Regions from separate parts of the Zea mays genome. Here region 1 is linked to region 2. The links are chromatin contacts, called in public Hi-C maps. All regions are on one chromosome and are shown on one strand. Each heading gives the region's core, a stretch centred on a gene start, on an enhancer-like site or on the middle of the called end of the contact. The rest is flanking DNA. Distances are from core to core; before and after follow the strand shown. Region 1 has its middle 9.2 kb from the start of LOC100192462. Region 2 holds the start of LOC103631821 (Intron maturase type II family protein).

Region 1 (5,644 bases), core at 619-3,118, 44 kb before region 2:
GCTTGGTCGCCAAGGGCGATCTTCGGAGTCTTCACCACCACTATCCACATCATAACTGTCGCTGTCATCAGTATCTTCAGACAAACCTTCTAAAATCTCTTTGGTGATTTTTTCTGTATTGGTCTTCGACATTGCTATAAGAAACCCCAGATTCTTCTCTTCAGAGAGACTCAGCTTCATCTCGGCAGCATCCTTCTTATCTTCAGACATCTTCGGAAACACTAAAAAACTGTTTTCAATGCCGAAGCTTCAAAACTTAAAAAGCTAAGCAAATCTTGGTGCGCAAGAGCTAAAAATTGAGTGAGCGAGAGCAGATGGCAAGAGAGCGTGCCAAATGAGCTTGCGGTATGATCTTATTTATACGCCCAGTGCGTTGAAAATTGAAAGACCCCGCCTGTCAGTGAATGTTGCTATTCTAGCAAAAGGAAGGTGTTTTTTCGAACCTTCGGCTTAAAGCCTTCGTCCATGTCGCAATCTAAATTTATTATTTTAACAAATTAATATTGCGAGGGGCTACTGTTGGGGGCCTTCGGCTTACGAAGGTCCTCAAAAACAGGATTTAATAGTATTTCTGGAGTATAATATGTGAACAGGTATCTTCGGACTCGAGTCGGTATCACAGTAGGAGAAGCCCAAAATAATACGAAGGTTGATAGAGCGCCGAAGATGTGAGCGGGAAAGCTTCGGCGTGGTAGCAGAAAATGAAACCGACTTAAAGATGAAAAGGCTATTCAGACCTCGGTGGATTACTGTAGAATTATTACCAAATGTAAAGGGCATGAATGTAATTTTGTATGGGCTGTGTCCCGTGCCTATAAATAGGTGAACAGTACCCCCGTACTGTTCACGCTAATTTGGCATTTACTTTTGCGTTACACCTGTACTTTCATCTCTTTCCAAGCTGAAGGTACATTTGTAATTCGATGTAATTTCTGTTTCTCCATAATAATAATGCAAAAATAAGTTGATAATAATATATAATTGCCTATGTTATCCTTCATATTCTTTATGATTCATTCTTCGTCATCGTATGCTGTGTTTATGAAGGTACGTCCTTCATAACCTTCGTCCGAAAACCATTATATCCTAAGGGAAATAATGCTTTGAAGGACAAAGGACTTTACTGATTAACATTTTCTGTGTTGCCTTGTTCTTAACTCATAGCATTTGAGAATAAGTCCCCAACAGAGGGGTTTGGACGGCCATCTGGATATATTGGTTTGTTAGAATTTCTGGAAAGAAAACACAACAACCAAATTCTCCGTCGCCCTGCCCCCAGAAGAAGCAGAGTACACTTTTGAGCTGCTTTCAAGAACCTCACGCCGCTGTTTTGGTGAGGACTCACTGAAGAGAGTATTTTTCCTGGAATCTTGGGTTATTTTTTCTTACCAGGATGCCAGCTGGTCTCTATCCCGTCCCGCATTTGTTTTTGTTTTTACTTCTTTGTAATGTGGTCGTTCTCAAGAATAGTTCCTTCGTTTGAATAAAAAACTTGCTTCGCTGCAGGTTCTCAAATAACCATGCATAGTACGTACTAGTAGTTCCATGGAGTTTTGGTTCTGAAAATTTCCAAGGACGATGGGTCAGAGTTTAGTTTACTTTAGTTTTTATTAATTACTGTATGTCGTCGTGAGTAGATGCCCGTGTGGGCGAATGGCAGATGGACATGTCAATATAATCTCAAAAGCACGGTGAGCTGAACTGGAATGCAAAGACTGCTGCATGCATGCATGTATTCCTGACGAGACGAGACAGCTTCTTCACGGGTCAACAAAGGACAAACATCGTCGCACGCATCTTGTCGACTGGCCATCGCCATTCGCCAGCAGGCAAGGCATGCATACGTTCATGCATGCAGCCAAGAAGCCAGCAGCCAAGCATCTGTGTGGGCAGCGCGGCGCGTGCTAGCTACTGCTGTGGTTACCCTGACCTGACGACCACATCATCGTCCATTCTGGTCCGCCGGATCGTTACGTTGGCGTGCTGGTGTCGAGTCGAATTGGTGGCACACCGCACGTGATTCCACCAAACAAGGACCACGCATAGACGAGGCGATCGGTCCATGCATGATATGGATCGGTACAGGAGGTAAGATACAAAAGATGGAGATGGTGGTACTCCCCACCGAGAACGGGCGGATCTCAGCTTCAACGCCCATCTACGTCTATAAATGATGTCCAAATGTCAAATGTGCCACCCGTACGGATCCGATATGAACCCGTTTCAGTCCGGTACGAATAGTGTCGGACTAGGCACGATCCGTTAAAGTTCTGGGCTAGGTCGTGCTGGCCCACGTGCCTAGTAACATACCCAAGCACGGCACGTCCAGGGATAAATTGTGCACACCCAGTACCAGAAGTAGATCAAGCAGTAAGCATTTGCTTACAATGTTTGCAACAAGTAGCATACCTGACTTCCTTACCGTTCGCAATTTTAGTCAATTCATCAAAGTCATTCCAGCATTTGAACATTTTCTTCGAGTTCGAGTTGCTACCACCAGCATCAAGATCAGGGACGGACTCTGGCGGGCTCGTGGAGCCTATGCTAATCCTTATTCCAGAGCCGGCGACAGTATCGATATCAATAGGATCTCCATGGGTCTCACCGAAACCAAGAAGAACCTAGCATCCTCCGCCTCATTGTGGTCCTCGAGCCGGCGCCCCTCCTCCTCTGCAGCCGCGTCAAGGTCCATGACCTTGATTGCGACCACGAGCCTGACGGCTACAACGGGCAGTCGCCTCCGGTTACCTCCAGACTATAGGTGTACATTTGGGTCGGGCCTGATGGGCCGGCCCGAAGCACGGAAAAAAAAGCACGACCCAGGCACGGCACGGCCCGAAATAATTTAGTGCCGGGCCGGCACGGCCCGTTATATTGGGCCGGGTTTGGGCTGAGGTCACGGCCCATGGGCGGGCACGAGCACGGCCCGTTTAAGGCAGGCACGAAAAGGCCCATATAGAGGCACGAAAAGGCCCATATATTTATTAAAACCACACTTCATTCCACACTTTAATATACTTGATAAAAACACAAAGCTAGAGATAATACTAGTTAGATGTTTTTTTGTATCTTTGAATTAGAGTGTGTGATGTAATTTTACTTTTGTTATGAACATTAGACAATAAACTGAACTTACGAACTTTGTATAGAGCTGATTATACTCTTTTTCCTTCTAACAAAATGATTTATAAACGAGGTAGTCATTGCATAGCTGTGGTAACTTTAATACAAATATTAAGTTTGATTTTGTTCAAATTTATTTGTCTTATTATTTTTTTTGAATTTAGGGCTCTAATGTGAATTTTGGGCCAAAAACTGAATTTCGGGCCCTAATGTGAATTTTGGGCCAAAAATTGAATTTCGGGTTTTTATAATTTCGGGCCGCCCAAAATGAACCCGGCACGTTTAAGCAATTACGGACCGGGCCGTGGGCCGAGGGCTAGGCCCATGGGCCGGCCCGGCACGACACGAAATTCAAACGGGCCGGGTCGGCCCGAAATTCAAACAATACGGGCCTTTTCGGGCTTGGGCCGGGCCGGGCCGGGCGGCCCGAATGTACACCTATACTCCAGACGATTACAAGAATTAAACATACATCTAACTGCTCCATACGATTACATGAATTAAAGGGCGAGATATTAAACACACCTTTTCAAGCCGGAGCACCAGAGACGACGGAACGGAGTCGAGGAGCAGCCGAGCAGATAATGGGAGCACCAGACCAGACCAGAGACAGTTGGACAACCGGACAAGTTAGGAGGACGAGAATGGGAGGAGGATGAAAATAGAAAAAAAAAATATATGTCCAAGCATGGCACCAGTGACTAGACCAGGCGACCAGCAAGCAAACCGGATCCCCGATAGGTGGAGATCGAAGACAGCGAAGAAGGCAAGCATGCGTACAAGCTGTCAAGCTACAACTCGTTCTGGCGATCCGAGGAGCACTAGCGATGAACGAACATCACCAGTCACTAGATCCAAATGGGATTAGGATTAGGGTTAGGCACAGGGAGACGGAGGGAGGGACGAGAGGGAGGAAACCCAAACTCTGCAATCAGGCTGGGAGAACCAGAGACGTCGACGATGGCGAGTCGTCGTCCGAGATCGATCTCGAGTTGTCGTCGACGACAGGAGGAGGCACCGAGATGGCGAGGAGGAAGAAATCGCCAAGCGCCGCACCCTCATGGAGCCAGGGGTCGACTGAGGGGATTAGGGTTGCAAATGTGGGGGGGGGGGGGGGGCGAGGCGTGGGGGTTGGTGGCCGCTCTGGCTTATTAGCCAACAGGATGTTATCGGGCCAGACCATCATCCGTGTCGGGTCGTGCCATAGCACATGGGCCGCATAGGTCGCCCAAGCCCGGCATGCTGGTCGAGCCATGCCGGGTGTTGGTCACTTGTTTTCAATTGCTGTGAATAAAAAACAAGGCAACACAATATTAAACATTAAGGATCTTCGTCCTTTGAAGCATTATCTTTTCTTGAAGATAATAATTCTTGGAGGAAGGTGATAAAGAATATATGTCTTTACTTTCAATCAACCCTTTTACAAGTGAAATATTATAATATAATGAATAATATTTATGTTGAGAAAAGAGTAAGAGATCAATTCTTCTTCTATTTTATTTGTGTGCTTAAACAAGATTGTATGTAACACAAGGACAAATAATTACATTTATATCTTCGGCTCCGCGCGAATGGAAAATGCAAGAATAACCTTCAGAGAGTGATTAGTTGATATTACACTTTCGGGTTCACTTTAATTGCTCTTCTCAATGAGCGTAACAGTACGGGGATAATGTTCATCTATTTATAGGCATGAGACACAGCCTAGGTAAGAGTACAATTGTGCCTTTGATATCTATACATTTATTATAATACAAGTAATGGGGGTAAAACTGTCTTTCTACTCTTGACTTGATTTGTTGCAAACACTTCGGAGCTAGCTTAAGCCGAAGCTGTGATCGCGTCATTTGCCGAAGTTATGCTTCGTTGTTCTACCTTCGGCACTTAGTCCTGCTAGATGTCTGTTAGGTGAATCAAAGCAATATGAGGAGCTTCGGTAAAAAAGGAGACCCCAATACTAGGCACGAAAGCCATCGGACCATGTCGTGTGTGGATCGGGATAAACACGTGCCGAGCTGTGGGTAAAACGGGCGGACCACACTATTTGAACATCTATATATATCTCCGTCCATCTAATGTTGCCTGCTGAGTGGACGAAATGCAGGTAGATAGAGGAAGCGAAGCCAGCGAGCAGCTGCACCATACTCGACCGCGTCGCCCCCCGAGACCCCGGCCGGTCTCATCTCCGCCCGCCTTCGCCGCCGCAAGCTCCCTGCACGCATCGCGGCGCTGCTGCGAACTTTGTCCACGTCCAGTTCACGAGCGGCGTACTGCGGCTCGGCGTGCACGATACTTGGGGGGCCAGGCAGGGCCTAGCTAGTAGCCGGGTAGACGTGGCCCTTGTTTTTTTGTTGTTGTTACGTCTTTCTTAGGAGGATGTCGAGCGCACACAACGTTATTGTTCTTGTTTAGTTCTCGTACTACTACATGCATGGTAGGAATAACTGAAGATGTTACGAAGACATCGTGCGTAGTTTTTTTTTTTTTTGAGCATCGAACACGCTAGCTGTGTGGACACACC
Region 2 (5,546 bases), core at 627-3,126:
AAAAGATCAGAGTATTCTGGTGCATCATTCCTTGTGCTTTCTCTCAAAGGACGGCTAAGATCCCGTGAAGCAATCTTGTAGACCTTAGCTCGAGACTTCAGTCTATACCTTGCCGCGTAGAGCTTTGCTAGTGAGCTCCTTATGACATAAGCACAGAACCCTACAATCTTCTTCCGGTTATCTGCATACCTGTACCAATCAGCCATTGTCTCAAGAAACTTGTTCATCTGGGAATTAGTGTGCGCCTGCCCAGAGTACAGCATCGGTGAGCACGGCAATGGCTCAGGATCCCTGTCCCCCTTTACAAGCTCAAGCTTCCTGAAATGCCTTATGCACCTCTGCAGGCTCGCTGTTACAGACAACAGTGTTCCGACACCCTTCTCGCTGACAATGTTCCCTCCACTGGCAGTATATCGTAAGGTTGGGTAGATGACCCTGCGCGTGATCACATGATCCAAGAATTCAATCCCCCTTGTGATATGCTCAATTTCCACCATCGAATTCTCTGGCCTTAAACCAAATGTTCTCTCACAAAACTCCATCAGTTGTCTCCTTATGTCAACTGCATCCTCCCTCGGCCCCCTGATCCCAATTAAGACATGGGAACCAAATCGAAGGAAATCCATTTTTCTTGTCTTCTCCTTCCCAGCTGATGGGACGAACTCAGGCCAAGCGGGATTGTGGCACCCATCATCACCTACCTCCTTCCAAATTGAATCATGCTTGGATGGGCAAAAGTACTGGTTAATTTTCTCCTCCATCCACCAATCCAATTCGTTAAGGCACACATTGGCAAGCAAAGGACTGATTATCCCGCAATGTCCATAATTTGGCACGTGGCGTGCCTGCTCTGGAGCAAACCCAAAGAACATCCTCAACCAATATGGGTCAGGCTTAGGCTCATTCTCGTTAAGCACCTTCTTCTTCCTGCTCTTCCTGAGCACCTTCCTTTTCAGCCTCTTCTTGGTCAGCCCATCGAGGTCCTTCTCCATTGGCGGTACAGACCCAGGCCTGACAGGAGCGGTGAGCGCGGACTTGAGTAACGACAGCACCTTACGGTCGGAGACGGCCTTCTGGACGCATGACAGGATGGTGTCCGGCGAGAGCCCGTCGACCACCGCCGTGAGGTCGGCGGAGACGAACCAGAGGTAGGCGGCAAAGCGAGACCGAACAGAGCGGATGGCGCTGTGGGGCCCGCGGCCGGGGCGGAAGGCATGAGATTTAGGGGAGAAGCGCGGCTCGAGGACTGGTTCAAGGAGGAAGAGGAGGAGCTCCTGGACGACGCGGTCCTGGAACGGCGGCGGCGCGTCCGCGAACCGGGCTTCGAGCTTGCGGCGGGAGATGGGGACGGTGGAGGGCTTGTCGGCGGGGGAACGGAGGAGGAGGTGCGTGGATGCGCCCCAGGGGAAGGCGGGGTGGCGGCGGAGCGCGGAGGCGCGAAGGCGGAGGAGCGAATGAAGAGTGGGGAGCGGGACGGCGTGGCGTGGCGGGAAGGTGCCCGTGGCATGGGCGCAGGCACGCTGGTAGGAGAGGAGCCAAAGATCGAGGCGGGAGGCATAGCCGGAGAGGTTGGGGAAGGGGGAGGGGAGCGGGTGCGCGAACGCGCGGCGCCACAGGGATGAGAGCAGGTCGATGGGGTCGTGAACGAGGAGCGCATACGGGTCGGGAAGGGGTCCCTCGTCGATCGCTGAAGGCGGAGGAGGCGCCTGACGCGGAGCGTGGCGAGCAGCGGAGTGGTGAGGGTTGGTGGGGAGAAGGCGGCGGAGCACCGCGCGCGGCGGCATGGCGCGGGAGGTGACGTTGGGGAATTTGGACGAATTGGTGGTGGGTAGTCAGGTAGAGTGAATGGATCGCACTCGCACAGCGGCACAGCCGACCGCGGGGGTGGCGGTGGTGGGGGGTCGGTTTGTCTAGGCTAATCACAATGATCATTTCATATCACTCTTTCCAACACTGTTATATTATTAAGAGTGTCATGAAACTAAGTCTCTCAATGTAAAATTTTACTTCACTATTTTATAGACTAACATATTAATTAAATGTTGTAACTAAACAGCCAATAAAAATCAGTAAAATATATGAAGATGAAACAAATCACTTTCAATGAGTTTCACACGATTTTTAAGACCTTGTAAACGGGTTGACATGATTTTATCCCTATAAAAATCAATTTCATCAAATTAAACTTATTTATAAAAATCAATTTCATCAAATTAAACTTATTTATCTTAAATATTATTTCATGTCATATAAAATATTAATGTGGCACACTATTAAATATGCATAAAACCATCATAAAACTACTATTATGAATAGCCTTAGCTCGCTAGCGCTTGTCGTGTACATCTCCTTGATTTGTTCTGCTTACCCATTATATCTATCTTTCAAACTTTACTCTGCGAATTTATATTTCAAACTTTATTTTGTAAATAATATAATATATAGTATAATATATAGTGTAAAACAGTGTTTTAAATATCCATATGAATAATCTGGACATACGCAATACGGTGGGTTTGATTTTCTAAATATGATTCACTTGCGTTCTTTCGTAAAGAAAACACGCTTCGCGTCACGGGAACTACTACAGATGGCAACATATCGTGTGCTCAAACCGATACCGTACTCACATGCGCATATTAAATCTAGAGCGTCCATTACACATCCGATGGCAACAGCCAATTTTGCGAAATACTCCTTCCACCTCTCCCCACCTCCCTGTGCAATTTTCGCGAAAACCCCCTGGACGCTTCAGCTAGTAGGCAGCGTGATTCTTCTTCCTTTGCCTATCGAACTGGACACAGGCAACGAAGCGCCGCCCACGATCACACCATGGACACACCAACAGATGATGTCCCTGGCGCCGTCCTAGTGCAGGACGCCACCACCGGCCTGGCGTAGGTGGCTGCCTCTACCTGGGCGCAGATCGCCGCCACCACCGACCGGCTGCAGGTTAGCGTCGCCGACCAAGCGCAGGTAGCAATGCCCCTTCTCCACCTCTCTCACACTGTGGCAGGAAGACATTGTGACCTCTCATTTTGGTCGTTCATGACTAGGGAGGCCAAGTTTCGAAGGAGATGAACAATTTGGCAGCTCGTCGCCTCTCATTTGATGTTTGGTTAGATGAACCACATGTTACATCAGTTGATTCATCTTCTCACAGTTTAAGTACACCAACAAAGACTTCATATATTCCCCCAATGGTTAGCTGAGAACACTTTTGTTCATTATTTTGGCATGCACAATAATACTATATAGTTATGACAATAACCAACCCTCGTCTTACATTGCAGTATTCGTATTTCAAACCTATATGTGCGGATGAAACGAAGCCTGTTGTTGGGATGTCATTTGATTCTACGGATGATGTGGAAGAGTTCTACAAAGCATATGCGAGAGAAGGCGGATTTTCAGTTCGGGTTGGTTCCCAAAATTTGTCTCTTAATGGTCAAATTGTGAACAAGCGGTATTTGTGTTCAAGAAATGGTTTCAAGAGGAAGAACACAACAGATGTACCCACTAAGAAACAGAAGAACATTGCCGAGTCAAGATGCGGATGTGATGCACATATTTATGTTAAGCTGGGTACAGATAAGAAGTATTATATCTCTTCAATGGTTGAGCAGCATAATCACACACTTGTCTCACCTGATAAAACTCATCTTCTCCGATCAAACCGTTCAGTTATTCAGAATCTGCTCTTTTACCATTATTCAGACTGTTCAGGATGTTCAGGATTTTCAGGCTGTTCAGCATTGTCCCCTGTTCAGGATATATGCACAGGATTGTGAATCACGATTGCCTTCATATATATGTTCAGGATGTTTAGGCATGTTCAGGTATTTTGTAAATATGAGCACAATGCTATTTTCAGCAGTAATAAGGCACAGATCCTTGAATATTTATGGGGGCATCCATTTGCAACTCTGGACGGTGGCGGCGAGCTGCTCCTGGCCCATTTGCGCCTGAACCAAACGGTGGAGGGAGCTAGATGTAAAACTTTCCACGCCAGCCAAGGATGGTGGGAGGAGTTCTCTGCAAAATTACCGGCTGTCGTTGGATGGGAGATAGATGGCCGAGATTTAATATGCGCATATGAGTACGGTACCGGTTTGAGCGAGCACACGATACGTTGCCACTACAGATGGGTTGGATTTGGATGGAGTCTGATTTGTTTCAGTGTGACGTTTGATTTGTTTCAGTGTGCTCCGGTCAAAACACTGAACGGATGTGTACACAAACGTACAAAAGCTTTATTATCATCGAATTGAACAAAATAGGCAAAGTGTTTAGTTACCACAAATGAATCCCAACTTGGACACTAGATACGTAAACACCACTACACCAGGACAGAGTACATAAGACGTTTTTGCAAGACATAAAACTATACATGCAATATCCGCTGATGTTCGGCAAATCCCTACAAGAGGCTGCACTCGTAAAACAGGGCCAAGCATAGTGTAGAACAAGAACAGGCGAGCAGAAATACAACAAAGTTGCCATGACGCCTGGCCGGATGTCAGCGGAGTGATGTCTGGCCGGCGAGATGGAGCAACGCCTGCTTGTGGTAAGCCGTGCGGAGCTTCTTGTACTTCTGCACAAAGGTTGGAAGGTCGATGTCCTTCTCCAGGAACTTCTGGTGCAGCTCCTCGGACTCCTCATCCAACTTTGCCATTGATGCTGAGGAAACAACAATATGTTTAGTTTGTGTGACAAACACCTTACAAATTCAAATACTTGGAATTACATATTACTTTTTGTTGTTGTTGTTTTGAACCGGTATTGAAAAAGTTCGAAAGGCTAGCATGATCATTATGCCTGAACATTGACATGTAATGTACATTGTATCCGATTCTGAATCAGAAAATAACCAAACTCAAATACAAGTATGCAACTGGTAAGAAAGAAACACAGGAACTTCACAGGAAAAATGCAGGAAGAATGGAAATTTTAGCGTTCCAAACAGGCCGTCAAGATGTTATTGTTCAGAATATTTACTTTGGAGCTTGTTGAGCAGTGCGGCAGGGGAATAGGACCTCATAATATCATCCTTTTGCCTCTCCAAATCAGTTAGGCGGTCTTGAGCAGCAGCCAGTTCCGTGGTTCTAATTATTGTGCACTGCACAAAATTATAAATGCAAATGAAATTTCAGCAAAGAAATAAAACGCCAAAAACATAAGAACAAAATCAGAAGAAAGCTTTGCAGTAACAGTATTACAAGGTTGTCATTTCATGGTATTATATATTTTATAAATTATGCATGATCATTTGGTTTAATAATGAATAACAGAACCACAATGTTTGTTATCTTTCTTCATGACATAAAGGTGACAGTGCGGCACCTGATTCCTAAGTTCCAAAATCCGCTGCTCCTTTTCTAAATTTTCCCCTGTAGTTTACAACACCAAAGAGAGTAACAATATGTTACATATATATTATTTTAAGTTCTGTAAATCAAAGGGTACTTTTGAAGCACCATTATTTTTTGGAACCAATTCAAACATCATTTAAATTTAGACAAACAGAACGTATAACTCACTTGCAA

What was found. A called contact is a pair of places that touch in the nucleus more often than the background predicts.
Region 1: a contact with region 2 is called in a Hi-C map of ear, with 5 times the contacts expected there. The contact joins the enhancer-like site here to the promoter of LOC103631821 in region 2. A contact is called at or near these places in 6 of 25 Hi-C or Micro-C datasets (ear, leaf, root tip and 1 more) and 1 of 3 datasets of contacts at active chromatin or transcription factors (leaf).

What each region holds. Positions count from the first base shown.
Region 1 is chr1:18,376,040-18,381,683 of Zm-B73-REFERENCE-NAM-5.0, reverse strand. No RefSeq gene overlaps it. Among protein-coding and RNA genes, the nearest start is that of LOC100192462, 9.2 kb to the left of the region's middle. Within about 2 kb of position 1,868, at least 17 of the 20 cell types and tissues checked have an H3K27ac peak or open chromatin away from gene starts, as enhancers often do. A contact at or near this core is called in ear, leaf, root tip and 1 more, where this site is marked.
Region 2 is chr1:18,332,633-18,338,178 of Zm-B73-REFERENCE-NAM-5.0, reverse strand. It overlaps LOC103631821 (Intron maturase type II family protein), which reads right to left and starts at 1,876. Exons shown (of 1, transcript XM_008653562.3): 1 at 1-1,876. The coding sequence starts at 1,784. LOC100284677 reads right to left here. Exons shown (of 8, transcript NM_001413062.1): 5 at 5,541-5,546; 6 at 5,344-5,390; 7 at 4,999-5,119; 8 at 4,223-4,680. The coding sequence ends at 4,520.